Linked DNA regions of Mus musculus: region 2 is linked to region 1. A link is a contact called in public promoter capture Hi-C data. All regions are on one chromosome and are shown on one strand. The core of a region is the stretch at or near the end of the contact, and the rest is flanking DNA. Distances in the headings are between cores, read along the strand shown.

Region 1 (5,953 bases), core at 1,367-3,866:
ATGGCTGCGACGAAACAGGGCAGGAGGGAGGGAGGAGTGGAGGATCACAGTCCCCCTTCAAGAGCATGCATCTAATGACTGGAAGACCTGTCACGAGGCCCTACCTTTCAAAGTTTTCACAAGCTGTCAACACGATGATGGGGCCAATCCTTACAACACTCTGGCCTTTGACGGACTTCCAGATCCAAATCCCAAAGCTTCATGGTAGAGTGCTCTGTACAAGCTAAGTACTTGGTATGTGTTTGTAAACTGAGTTGACATAAATGCAGTTCAGATTTCATAAAAACCTCAGTGGCCACATATACAGATGTGCTCTGAGGATACTTTCTTTTTTTTTTAAAGGCTTATTTTATTTAATAATGGATGTGGGGGAAATATTAATTTAAAAAAATTCTAGAGCCAAACATGTTATATCATAACTAATCCCTAAACTTGGAAGGTAGGAAGACTGTCACGGGTTTGAGGTCAGCCTGCACTGCATGAGTGAGACCCTGTTTCAAACAACCAAATATAAACCAGACGGAAACCAAAACTGTTTCTGTAGCAGAAAACAGAGACAGTGGGTACAACTTATAGGTCATGACTCCTCCTCCCCAGGAAAGGACGTGTCTCAGCTAAAGTCACAATATTCTAGCCTTTGTCACACAGCTGCTTTCTGCAAGTCTAAAATGGTCATAGATATGGTGGGAAGACATTAGCACACTTACTCACACTCTTTGTTTTGGCAAAACTGTGCATAAATCTATATCTAGTTTCTTTTACCATTTTCTGTTTTGCAATTTCTTTAGAATTTAGGGAAAATAACTGTTTTATTTATGGTAAGAACACTAAATCTGTACTTATCATTGTAACAGAACACATTACCTTAGCTGAATAAACGTGAAAGGTTCTAAAACTCCCACACATAGTTTCTGTTTATTTTTGAGATAGGGTTCCCTGTGGCTATTTACATAGCTATAATTTTTCATTGTTAAATGTAACCATTCATTGTTAAAAAAAAATCATGGGTGTGGTTTTTCAGGATATAAATTGTTAAATACCACCACCAAAGGTGTAATAAAAAAAAGATCTCTATTTGTGCAGTGTGTATGTGTGTGTACGTGTGTGTATGTGTGTTTACTGGTGCCCACTAAGGTTTGAAGAGGGCAACACAATCCCTCGGAGCTGAAGTTCAATCCCCTGCAAGAGCAGCAAGTACTCTTACTTAACCTTTGAGCCATCTCTCCAGCCTAAGGATGTTATCCTTTCAAAATGTAAAGAAGTAATACTGAGAATAAGCCCAGCGGATTCAAATTCCTATATAGCCAGGTGTGGTGTTGCACACTTTTAATCCTAGTACTTGGGAGGCAGAATTCCAGGCCAGCTTGGGTTCTGTAGTGTGTCTCTTTGTCTTAAAAAAAAAGTTTCAATGCTACAATAGAGTTCTCCTTCCTATGAGTAGGGCCACAAATGATTACAAACTTAACAGTATGTTCTACTAGGTAATGCCGTTATAATATACATACCCATTCTGCAGTAAAATTGAACATGTAATTTGACACCCGTTTCCATGATTTTTTCCGTTTCTCTGGCCAAGCTTGGCAGGTCACCGGTGGAGTAGCTGAAATCCACTTGTAGGTTGCAGCATCCTTAAAGCTTTGATTAGGCAACAATGTTTGTCTCACAAAACCAGCTCACCGGGTAGGAATAACTATGCCACCAACCACAAGCTCTGTAATTACTGGCAACACAGCTTTCAGAAAAAGACACAGAGTATGTGATTCAAGACTGAGCACGTTTGTGACAAAATTGCCCTTTGCAGAGGCGTTTGCTACTGAGCTAAAATATAAGATCTCCGCAGAGGCCCCTTCGAGCGTAGGTGATGAAAACCGTATCTATTGTGGGAGATTAAGGACCCGTCTATTAAAACCAGAGCGATCGGCAAAGGCAGAGCGCAGGACAGAGCAGGCAGAGCTATTCCAACTCTCTTTAGTGGGCTGCAAAAGGTAGAATAGTATACGATCTAACAACCGAAACACAGCCTACACGTCCTGGCATCCTAGAAAACGAGACAAGGCTTCTGCCAATAATGGGAAAGGAACATTTATGGAACACCTGATATGTGCGAAGTCATCTTTCAGAAAAGAGACCATTTAAGGACTCCTAAACGGTGATGGCGGAATTGGCCTTGTAGCTCAAAAGAGCACGTCACTCGGATTCCAAGTAAATAAGAAATATACTCAATACGCGGAAGGGAGGGGCAGGTAAAAAAAAAAAAAAAAAGAAAAACTGAGGGAGGTAGCAGTAAGGAAAAGGTAGATTTAAAACAATTCTTAAACATATAACCATATTTTTCAAAGTAAAGCCTCTTCAACTTCGCAGCTTAGAACTAATAAAAACTCAGGAATGATATCTCCTGGAAACAGACAAACTTTAGCGGTGAAATACTAGCAAGTCCCTTAACATCCGAAAACACGTGGCGGGGGAGGGGAGCAGGAGGCTGGACCAAGGACTCCTACTCCCATCAGCCCTTTCGGCAGCCGAGAGTAGCTGTGGAGGGCGAGCCGACGCCTCGCATGCCGGGGCTTGTAGTCTTCTCCCGGCACCTCCCCGTGGGTTTGCGACGTTTAGCGACTGTGGCGCCTGCGCGCGCTGGGCCGGCGGGGCTGGGGCCGTGGCGGCTCGTGCCGGGTGATGCTAGGCGTATCCCTGGGCGCCAGGCTGTTGCGGGGCGTGGGTGGCAGGCGCGGGCAGTTCGGGGCGCGAGGTGTCAGCGAAGGTAGCGCAGCCATGGCGGCAGGGGAGAGCATGGCTCAGCGAATGGTCTGGGTGGACCTGGAGGTGAGAGTGCGGCCGGGGCGAGGAGGGTGCGGGGAGGCGAGCGCAGATTCGCGCGTGGGACCGAGGGACTCCCCTGTCCCGGGAAGCAGCAGGGATCTGGGTGTCAGGTGCGACAGGTGAGCACGGCCCCAGGAGCCCCGAGTCAAGAGTTTTTGCGGGGTCTGGGACTGTCCCTGGACTGTGGGGTTTCTTTCCATCTGGGTGGAGCCGTCCATGTGTCTCCCCTCTCCCTAGCCTCGACCTCCACCCAGAAGTGAATTTGTGTTACGCGTTAGTGACTCTGAGGATCGTGGGTGAGAGTTGGGGCAGCGACTCTGAGCCCTGCTCCGTCCCCACCTCCTAGCCTTAAAAGACTAGGTTGCTTAAGCTAGGACTCAGGAGATGACTCAGCCTTACCCCTCATTCCATAAAAGAGAAAATTGAGGCCCCATTGGAAGATTCAGGTTACCCATTTTAGTTTTAACGCATTCATACCTAGGCCTCTCTTGAACTCCAGTTTTCTGCTTACGAACTGAGTTCATTTGTTAACTTTTTTTGTTGTTGTTGTTGTTGGGAAAACTTCGGAAACCATTGTAAACCTCCGAGAGGTAACGTTCGTGAGCTCACTTTTCTGTAGTCAAGTTTTCATCCTGCTTATTTTGAGTCTGTTCCCAGGACAAATGTGTTTGACAGTAGCTGGCCCGCCCGCAGGAAGTGCCTTTAGCAGTCTCTGAGCACTCAGAACTTAATACCCTGAGTACTGCCCAGACCATTACTGGTCATAGAATGTGAGCTGGGTCCACACAAAGGAATCTCTGTCAAGTAAACTTGGGCAGCACGCCTTTAATCCTAGCACTTGGGAGGCAGAGGCAGGTGGATTTCTGAGTTCGAGGCCAGCCTGGTCTACAGAGTGAGTTCCAGGACAGCCAGGGCTACACAGAGAAACCCTGTCTCAAAAAAATAAAACAAAAACAAAACAAAACAAAAGGTGGTTTCATGTGTTTGTTATATGCTTGTTTATTTATGTTTTACAGATGACAGGATTGGATATTGAGAAGGATCAGATTATTGAGATGGCCTGCCTGATAACTGACTCTGATCTTAACATTTTGGCTGAAGTAGGTGATGCCGTGTAAATACATTCATACCACTTAAAGGGCATTGGGGATCTAAAGGTGCCTTCATCTGATCTCACTGAAAAACGTAGCAGATTGAGGTCTGTGTAGATTAAGGCCCAGTGCTATATTACTAGGACAATGTAATATAATATGTTAGAGTTGGTATTGGAACCAACATAATCCACTTCATAACCGGATTAAGTTTTCAGTTGAAATTGACAGAACTCCCCCTCCCCCAAGGCTACAACAGTTCTGCAGGGTTTACACGTGTATTCTTAGTCCTCATGATGATAAGATAGGCTCTGTTAATGATGTTCATTGTCCACCGGAAGATATTGGGTTACAAGAGATTTGGGGGACTTGCTCAAGAGCATTTGGCTAGGTATTGGGGAAGCTGGTTAAACTACTCTCTAAACACAGGCAGTCTCAAGTGTTCCCACCAGTATCCAGCCAGCTGGGTCCTCATCAAGCTTGGTGTCCCCCGACAGAGTTTCCCATCTCTATGTCCTACCTTCGGCTTTAATTCCATATATAGTCCCCCTTATACCACTCCATCAGGGGTTGGTTCCAGGATTCCTCTGTAGATACCTAAATCTCATTCCCCTGTATCCTGGAAGGAGATGCAGTATTTCTCATGTACTTTGAATCACCTCTAGATTGCCTGGTGTCATTCTTGTGCTCCCAATAGAATACCTGATACGACGTTGGTGCGTGTAAGTAGTGTTTAAAGTAGTGTTTACACCATGTTGGTTAGGGAATGTTAAGGAAAAAAAAAGTATCCGTATGCGTTCCTTACAGACCAATGACGTTTCCGTCTGAACTGGGTGACTCCTCCCAGATGACACCCATTGTCCCAGGTGGCCGTTGCCTTCTCAGCTAGACTGTGTGGTTCTTGCACCTCTGTGTTAGGGTTTTAGAACATCTATAGACACACTTTTAGAATGTGTGCTCACGGTGATTTTTATCACTCTGTTAAATGCTGCCTTTAACTGAAACCTTTAGCAGAACAAATAGAATAGACCTGTTGGCACTTGCGTTTAAGCACCCGTGAAGCGTTTTAAAAGATGAAATCCCTGACCTTGATACCATCCTCAATATTCGAAGTCATTAAAGAACAAAATAGGCCAGGCTTAGTGGCAGGAGTCTTTAATCCCAGCACTTGGGAGGCAGTGGCAGGTGGATCTCTGTGAGTCTGAGACCAGCGAGGTCTATATGACTAGTTCCTGGGCACTCAGGGCTACCTAGTGGGGGTGGAGAGATGGCTCAGCAGTTCAAGCATGTACTACTCATTCATGAAGACAAGAGTCTGTGTCCTAATACCCAGGTCTCACGAGCCCCTGAATCTCCACCTCTAAAGGACCTGACCGGACCAGACACATGCATACGCATAGAAATCAAATGAAACAACAAAACCTGTAGACATGGAGCACGTATGCCCGCGGAAAGAAGAGTCTAGTTAATAAATTAGGTTTTCAGAGCGCAGGCTCAGTGGACACTGGAGCCACAGCCATTTCCCGTTTACAGTTAGGACGTCTTTTTATTCCCTGGGTAAGCAAAAGGACTTTTCATTCCCTGGAGAAAGCATTTTTTAGCTGGGCACGATGTCACACACTTTTCATCTCAGCAGTTCAGAAGGCAGAAGCAGGGTGGTCAATGTGAGTTTGAGTCTAGGCTGGTTGACAGAGTAAGTTCCAGGTCATCTTGGGCTATACAGTGAGACTCTGTCTCAAAACAACAACAGCAAAACCTAAACAAAAAAACAAACAAGCATTTAGAGGTGAATTCCTGTCTTGTAGTGGCAACAAGGCTTATCATCTCGTTGAGAACCATGAGACTATTATATTTCTTACAACAGTTTCCTGTATAAATCAAGTCCCGAGCTTTCTTTCGCTTTGGACACTTGTTTTTCTGACTTGGGATATTTTTGGTGATGAATGGTCAAGTGTCTTTATTTTGTCATCCCTGCTCACTCTTGGCTAAAGAAGTGTTTTTCTTTTAGACTGTGGATGACCTGAAATGTGGTCTAATGGATCAGT
Region 2 (5,953 bases), core at 1,825-4,324, 6.5 Mb before region 1:
GCTTCCCATAACACAGGAAATAAATGAGAGTGTGAGACAGTCCTAAGGATGTCACTCAGACCAACCACTCCCTCTCTAAGGTCTGTGAACGTTGTGGGAAAGGGGCTGCCAACTACTTAAGAGAGGAGACAGAGTAAGGGCAGCAAAGCACGTTCTCTAGATCTGACAAGTGAAGTCACAAGCTTACAACTAGTTTGGGCGCGGACAAGACCAGCCCTGTCAATAATTAGCCAAGAGTAGCTCATAGGACCCTACCCCTTATATAGGATCTATTGGTTACTGGTAGATTCTGGGCAAGACTCACTGTTCTCGGCTATATGTACACACTGCTGAGCCCACCAGACTCCAGCAAGCAGCTCTCACACAGATGGCCCTGGTAATGCCAGTGAATCAAAACAGACAGACATAAATATTTGTGGGGAGAAGGGTGGGAGATGGGAAGGTAAGAATAGGTTGTGAGAGTGGTCAGTGTGCTTGGTAAACACATCCAAAGCTGTAATACATAAACAAATAATTAACTAGGCCCCAGTGCCAAGTCTTCAGCCGGCCTACCACTGATGGCAAAGTCTCTATATAGCACAGCCAGTCTTCCACCAACAACCAAATCCCACAGCCAGCTCCAAGTACTCAAACTGGACAGAATCAGACTGCACCCTGTGGCTGAACTGTGTCAGACCTCCACGAGCCTTGTTCTTTGGTAAAGAGTCAGGATAACTGTACAGAATTCCTGCGTGCCATTCTGAAGGGCATCCTGAGGCCCTGCTTTACACGGTGGCACTGTGTTAGTTTATTTCACTATTTTGTTTCATTTGATTCCCATAACCACTCTGATCCTCAAGAAGTTAGATAATAGGTGTAGCACCTTGTATCCATGGACTTTAGATTTTAAACCAAACCTGTGTGGCCAGAAAATACATACATACTTTTATCACTGCACAGTGCTATTTTGCACCAAGTGTTTATCTTTGCATTTCAAGTGAATTATACACATAATGAACTGAGATATAATGGGCTGCAAGGAGATGTCAAGCAAAATAAAGCAAATACACAGATTTTTACAAGAAAAATAATAAAACTGCTCATTTCAGTTCTATCACTTCACATAGAAGATCCCTCCTTAAATATGCAAATCCTGAGTACGCTGTCAAGTGCAATAGTTCAAGCTCTTCCCCATGATCGCACTTACTCATTAAGTTTATAAATTTTCTCAGAAAAGAAGACTTCATCAAGAAGCTTGTGGATGTTGCGCCTCTCCGCTGCAAGCAAAACTCCATCATTGGCTAAAATCCCCAAACAGGTGCCTGCATGTCCAATGGCTTCCATGGCATACTCCACTTGGTATAAGCGACCTACAAAACAGTGAGACACCACGGTTCCTCTCGCTCTTGCACCACTCATCTGAGAGAAATCAGCAATGACACAGGTAGGCTGGCATCAACAGCCCTGCATTTACTCGCCCACAATGCATGGCGTAATGAACCTGGTGACAAGTTATCTCCAAGAACCAAAGGAATGAAGTCAACTCCAAAATGTGTGTAGCTAAACGTCACACTAGACCCCAACACTAAAAATATACTACTTAAAGCAACAACCACAACAAAATGCCCCAACCTTCTTTGGAGCAGGTTAAATCTTCTAATTTACCTTCTGGAGAAAATATTGTGGTCCTGGAGTCATATCTTCGAGACTGCAAAGGAAAAACAGAGATGATGCCTGTTCACTGACATACGCCAACTTCCGGATGTCCATGCATTGGATACAATGACACCCTGGTGCTGAGTTCAGTGGAAAGAAGACGGAAGACCCCATTCAACTCCCTCTACCCCTTTGGTTTCATTTTCTTCCATGTCAGGCTGTGAGCTTCAAACAAGCCATAATGTTCCCAGGCAAAAGTTAAAGGAAACGTGTCATGAACTCACCATGGTTTCTGAACTTTATGTTGATTCCTGTGAAAAGAAAACAGGATCATTAATAACAAAACCCCCACAATTTTAAGAAGTGTCTTCCACTGTTAATACCACTTGATCCACACCATCACTCAGCTAACATGAACTGCACCACCACTGGGACCTATACAGATGCTGGGCCACCACAATAAAGGTAAACCATGGTGTCCTGAAAAGCTCAGAATCTAGCAGCCAGGTATGACAGACAAAGATTATAAAGCAACATGGAAGAGACATTCAGGGTGGGGAGGGAAAGCAGAATCGACAGCAAGTAAGATTTTAGGAAACCAATACAGATAATGAGAGTAAATTAGAGGTGGGAGAGGCAAAGGTAAGTTGAAAAGCCTCAAGTCAAAGAAAAAGAATTGTGAAGGGGTGAAGGAAGGGCATTCCAAGTAGAGCAGGCTGAGAAAGGTTAACAAAGTGGATAATTCACATGGTCCTAAATTTGGGGGTGTAGGGGTTAGGTGGTAAACCTGGTCCTTATTTCCGTTTCTTCGAAAGACAGCAATGGAAACTCTGCCTTAGTAGAAAAATGGCAGTTCAATTCCTATGTTGCCAAATGGGATATAAGGAAGGCATCGTGGCTGGAAAGCTAAGCAGACATTTGAAGGGTCTGCGCGCCCAGATGTTAGAAAACACCTTTATCTTACTTAAGACCGCTTCACCGACGGGCTGGATTCAAGGACCACGGGAAGTGACATTTTAGAAGAGTCGTCAGGCCTAAGGAGAGTTAACCTGCCAGGAGTCGGTTCCAACATGTAGGAGAAACAGAAAGGTGGCCCTGAGCACAGCAGCCAGGAGGCCACGGCGGGTTTCGGATTCGACTGTGAACACAGCTACCTCCACGCCTGGCGCCGGCGCTACAAGACTTGGACTTTCCCCCGCAGCGCCACTTTCCCGAATTGACTCTCTGGGCCGCAGCCGCCCCCACCCCTCGCACCGGCCCGGAGGGTCTCAGAGCCCAGGCGAGCCGTCAAGGCCCCGCGGGGATACCCGACGGCGGCCGGCGGGGACCAGTCCCTGGCAGGCCGGTCACCGAGGAGGCGGGTGCAAAGTCATCGTGCCCACGGCTCCTCGGTGGCGGCCGCGGGCCTGGGCCGTGGTCTCCACGCAGATGGCCCCCGCCCGGGAGACAGACACCTCGACTCCGCGGCCCCTAAAGGACTGAGCCTCACCAGAGGAAGACGGTGAGGGTGCAGATCAGCGCCTCTTTACTCAGCTGGAGAAGAACCAACCCGGATGGCCAAGCATCCGCGGCGAATATGGCTCCCGCGCGTGCGCAGGACTGCGAGGGGGCGGGGCGGGGCGGGAGGACGCGGAAGTTCTCCCAGTGCTGGGGCGGGCTCAGTCTGCCCACGTGGACTGTGCAGAAGCACAACCTCGGCTTTGGCTGCGGTCTGTATTAGAGGAGGACTGGAGGGAGGAGGGAAGCGTCTATACCGTGGAGAGTGGAACCAGATTCCTCCTACGCTTTGCACTCCACTTTCGTTTTCTCTTCTGTACCATTCTAATGGAGGCCAGAGTAGCAACTGTATAGACAAATCAAATCGTTTACTCTTCCAGTCTTGCCCCTTAACAGTTTTTCCTTTGTTCTTCCTCTTAGCCTCATTTTCTCCTTTCTCAGATCCAACTCTTTAATTGGGATAACTTTTGTTCTAAGTTTAAGACTTCTCTTCGCCGGGCAGTGGTGGTGCACGCCTTTAATCCCTGCACTTGGGAGGCTGAGGCAGGCGGATTTCTGAGTTCGAGGCCAGCATGGTCTACAGAGTGAGTTCCAGGACAGCCAGGGGTACACAGAGAAACCCTGTCTCGGACAAAAGAAAAAAAAAAAAAAAAAAAAAAAAAAAAAAAAAAAAACGAAAAAAAGACTTCTCTTCATCCATTTCTCCTTTCCAATCTTACCTAGTTTTTGTGCCTATGTTGGGGGTTGAAGAGCTAGTGGGTTGACTATGTACAGGGCCTTTGTCTTCTGTGTAGGCAAAACGGTTGGATCTGGGTTTCTTAAAGGGGGAAGCTTAGAAATTTAGTTGCATGTAGACGGGACCTGGCCTGTACTCAGGACCTGGTTTGCCCTGTAAATTCCAAGCCAGCCAGGGATATATAGTGAGACTGTTTTAAAAATGAGAGAGAGAGAGAAAAAAAGACCAAAAGGTAAAATATCCATACAATGCAGCATATATTTAATTTCAAACAGAAATTAGCAATATTTGCAATAGGAATTTAGTGGAGAATCTCTCTTAGCAAGAACAATCAAGAGAAACTTGCAGAGTTCCATTGTATAACAGGATAAACACTGATTTGGAATGAGACCCAAGTTCCAGCCCATTTTTCTGGTCCTGATTGGCCAAGTTAAATAAAAACCTCAAATATGAGTATCCTAAGTGTTTCACATGTGAATGATCTCATGTACTGCCCCCATGTGTGTGGGTGTGGGTGTGGGTGTGTAAAAACAAGGAAGGAAAGGCAGCAGGATGGGATTTTGTAGTGATTAGGAACAGGGGTAACAGCCCAAAGACCTAATTCAAGATCTAAGCCTGAGCTCCCTTCTAAAGCAATAAATCAGCTTTTCAAGGCTCTATTTCTTTATTTAAAAATGGAGATTAATCATCAGAATATCTTTGTGATTCTGTTCTGGATTAAATGAGGTAGTGCATGTAAAATAACATTCAATAATCATTGTAGTATAGTATATTCTACTGAAAAACTAATGAAGCAGGAAAGACAAAACCGCTCCAGATTTGTTAACCTAAAATCCTGATTTGTGAAAGCAGCAGGGCTCGATGGCTGACTGTGAGAAGGGCAAGCAGCGTGCCACACCAATATTTTGAGTGTGCGTAACCTGAAATATGATCCATTATTTAGTAACTATTTATTATGCCTCTACTATGTGCCAGAGTCTATGCTAAGAGGCTGCCATAGCCTCTTAAAAAACCCTCACAATTGACTCTCTAAGTACAAACATTATCTTGCTCTAAAAAAAGAAAAGAAAAGAAACGAGAAAGGAAAAGAAAAGGGAGACATGGAGAAGTTAAAAATAAATTGTATAAGTAAATTCAGAGAAATACCTAGTTTGGGAAGTTTAGACAGGTAGATAGGCAGGCAAACATCAGACAAGAGTTATAGTATCAAAGCCTACTCACATAGACGGATAACTACTAACAAGATGTTTAAATAAATGACTAGGGGTCTAGACCTGAGTCATCTTTAGAAAGCATGTGGTTAAACAAAAGAATGCAGTGAGTGGTCTATGCATGCCTACAGTCCCAGCTACTGGGTTGCATGGGCAGGATTATCATGTGAGTCCAGGATAACCATGCGACAGCTTGATTCCAGTATGGACAACACAGTGGAATCCAGTCTCAAAACAGAAAAGAAAAAAAAAAAAATCCCACCCTACAAGAATAAGTAAATAGCCACTTAGACTAGAGAGACATGAAAAGGAGCCAGTAAAGGAAATACTGAGATAAAACTTAAGCCAAGTATGCAATGCAATGATCTGCATTTTTACAGAATCTTATAAAAAGGCAATCATTAGTTATAGAGAACAAAGAACATGTGGGGCCAAACAGAATGGTGTATCACTATAGTCTCTGCATTGGGAGGCTGAACAGGAGGATCTTGGGAGCCACGATGTTTAAGACCAGCCTGAAGAGCATAGTAAGCCCTAACTGCTGAGGCGCCTTGCTGGTGTCCTGGATAATGGCCTTGCCTGGATGCCTACATGTGCTTCAATGCACTTGTGTCTGGAGTTCTGGTTGCAGCTACTCTCCCAAACAAGTTTTTCTCAGGACTCCCTCTTGTGTTTTCCCCGAGGGCTTCACCATATCTTTCTTCTTGCATGCATTCATTTTGTAAATGTGTCCAAAGACTTTTCTGTGGGGAAGGCACTATCAGAGGGACAAGAAGAGACACCCAGATGTAAGTTTTTCATGGCTGTGCCATGTCAATTTACAGGATAGATAACTGTACAACCATCAGCAGGTAAGAGTGAAATGCCACAAAAA

Evidence for each region. Promoter capture Hi-C pulls out the DNA fragments that hold promoters and counts their contacts.
Region 2: a contact with region 1 is called in a promoter capture Hi-C map of pre-B cells, with 4 times the contacts expected there. The contact joins the promoter of AY074887 here to the promoter of Rexo2 in region 1. A contact is called at or near these places in 2 of 39 promoter capture datasets (erythroid cells and pre-B cells).

The regions. Positions count from the first base shown.
Region 1 is chr9:48,477,274-48,483,226 of GRCm38.p6, reverse strand. Rexo2 (RNA exonuclease 2) reads left to right here and starts at 2,616. Exons shown (of 7, transcript NM_024233.4): 1 at 2,616-2,820; 2 at 3,834-3,917. The coding sequence starts at 2,674.
Region 2 is chr9:54,948,075-54,954,027 of GRCm38.p6, reverse strand. It overlaps AY074887 (cDNA sequence AY074887), which reads left to right and starts at 3,074. Exons shown (of 1, transcript NM_145229.2): 1 at 3,074-3,784. The coding sequence starts at 3,189. The coding sequence ends at 3,587. Hykk (hydroxylysine kinase 1) reads right to left here. Exons shown (of 5, transcript NM_177351.4): 5 at 4,104-5,953. It overlaps Psma4 (proteasome subunit alpha 4), which reads right to left and starts at 3,169. Exons shown (of 9, transcript NM_011966.3): 1 at 3,125-3,169; 2 at 1,920-1,946; 3 at 1,645-1,687; 4 at 1,187-1,349. The coding sequence starts at 1,922.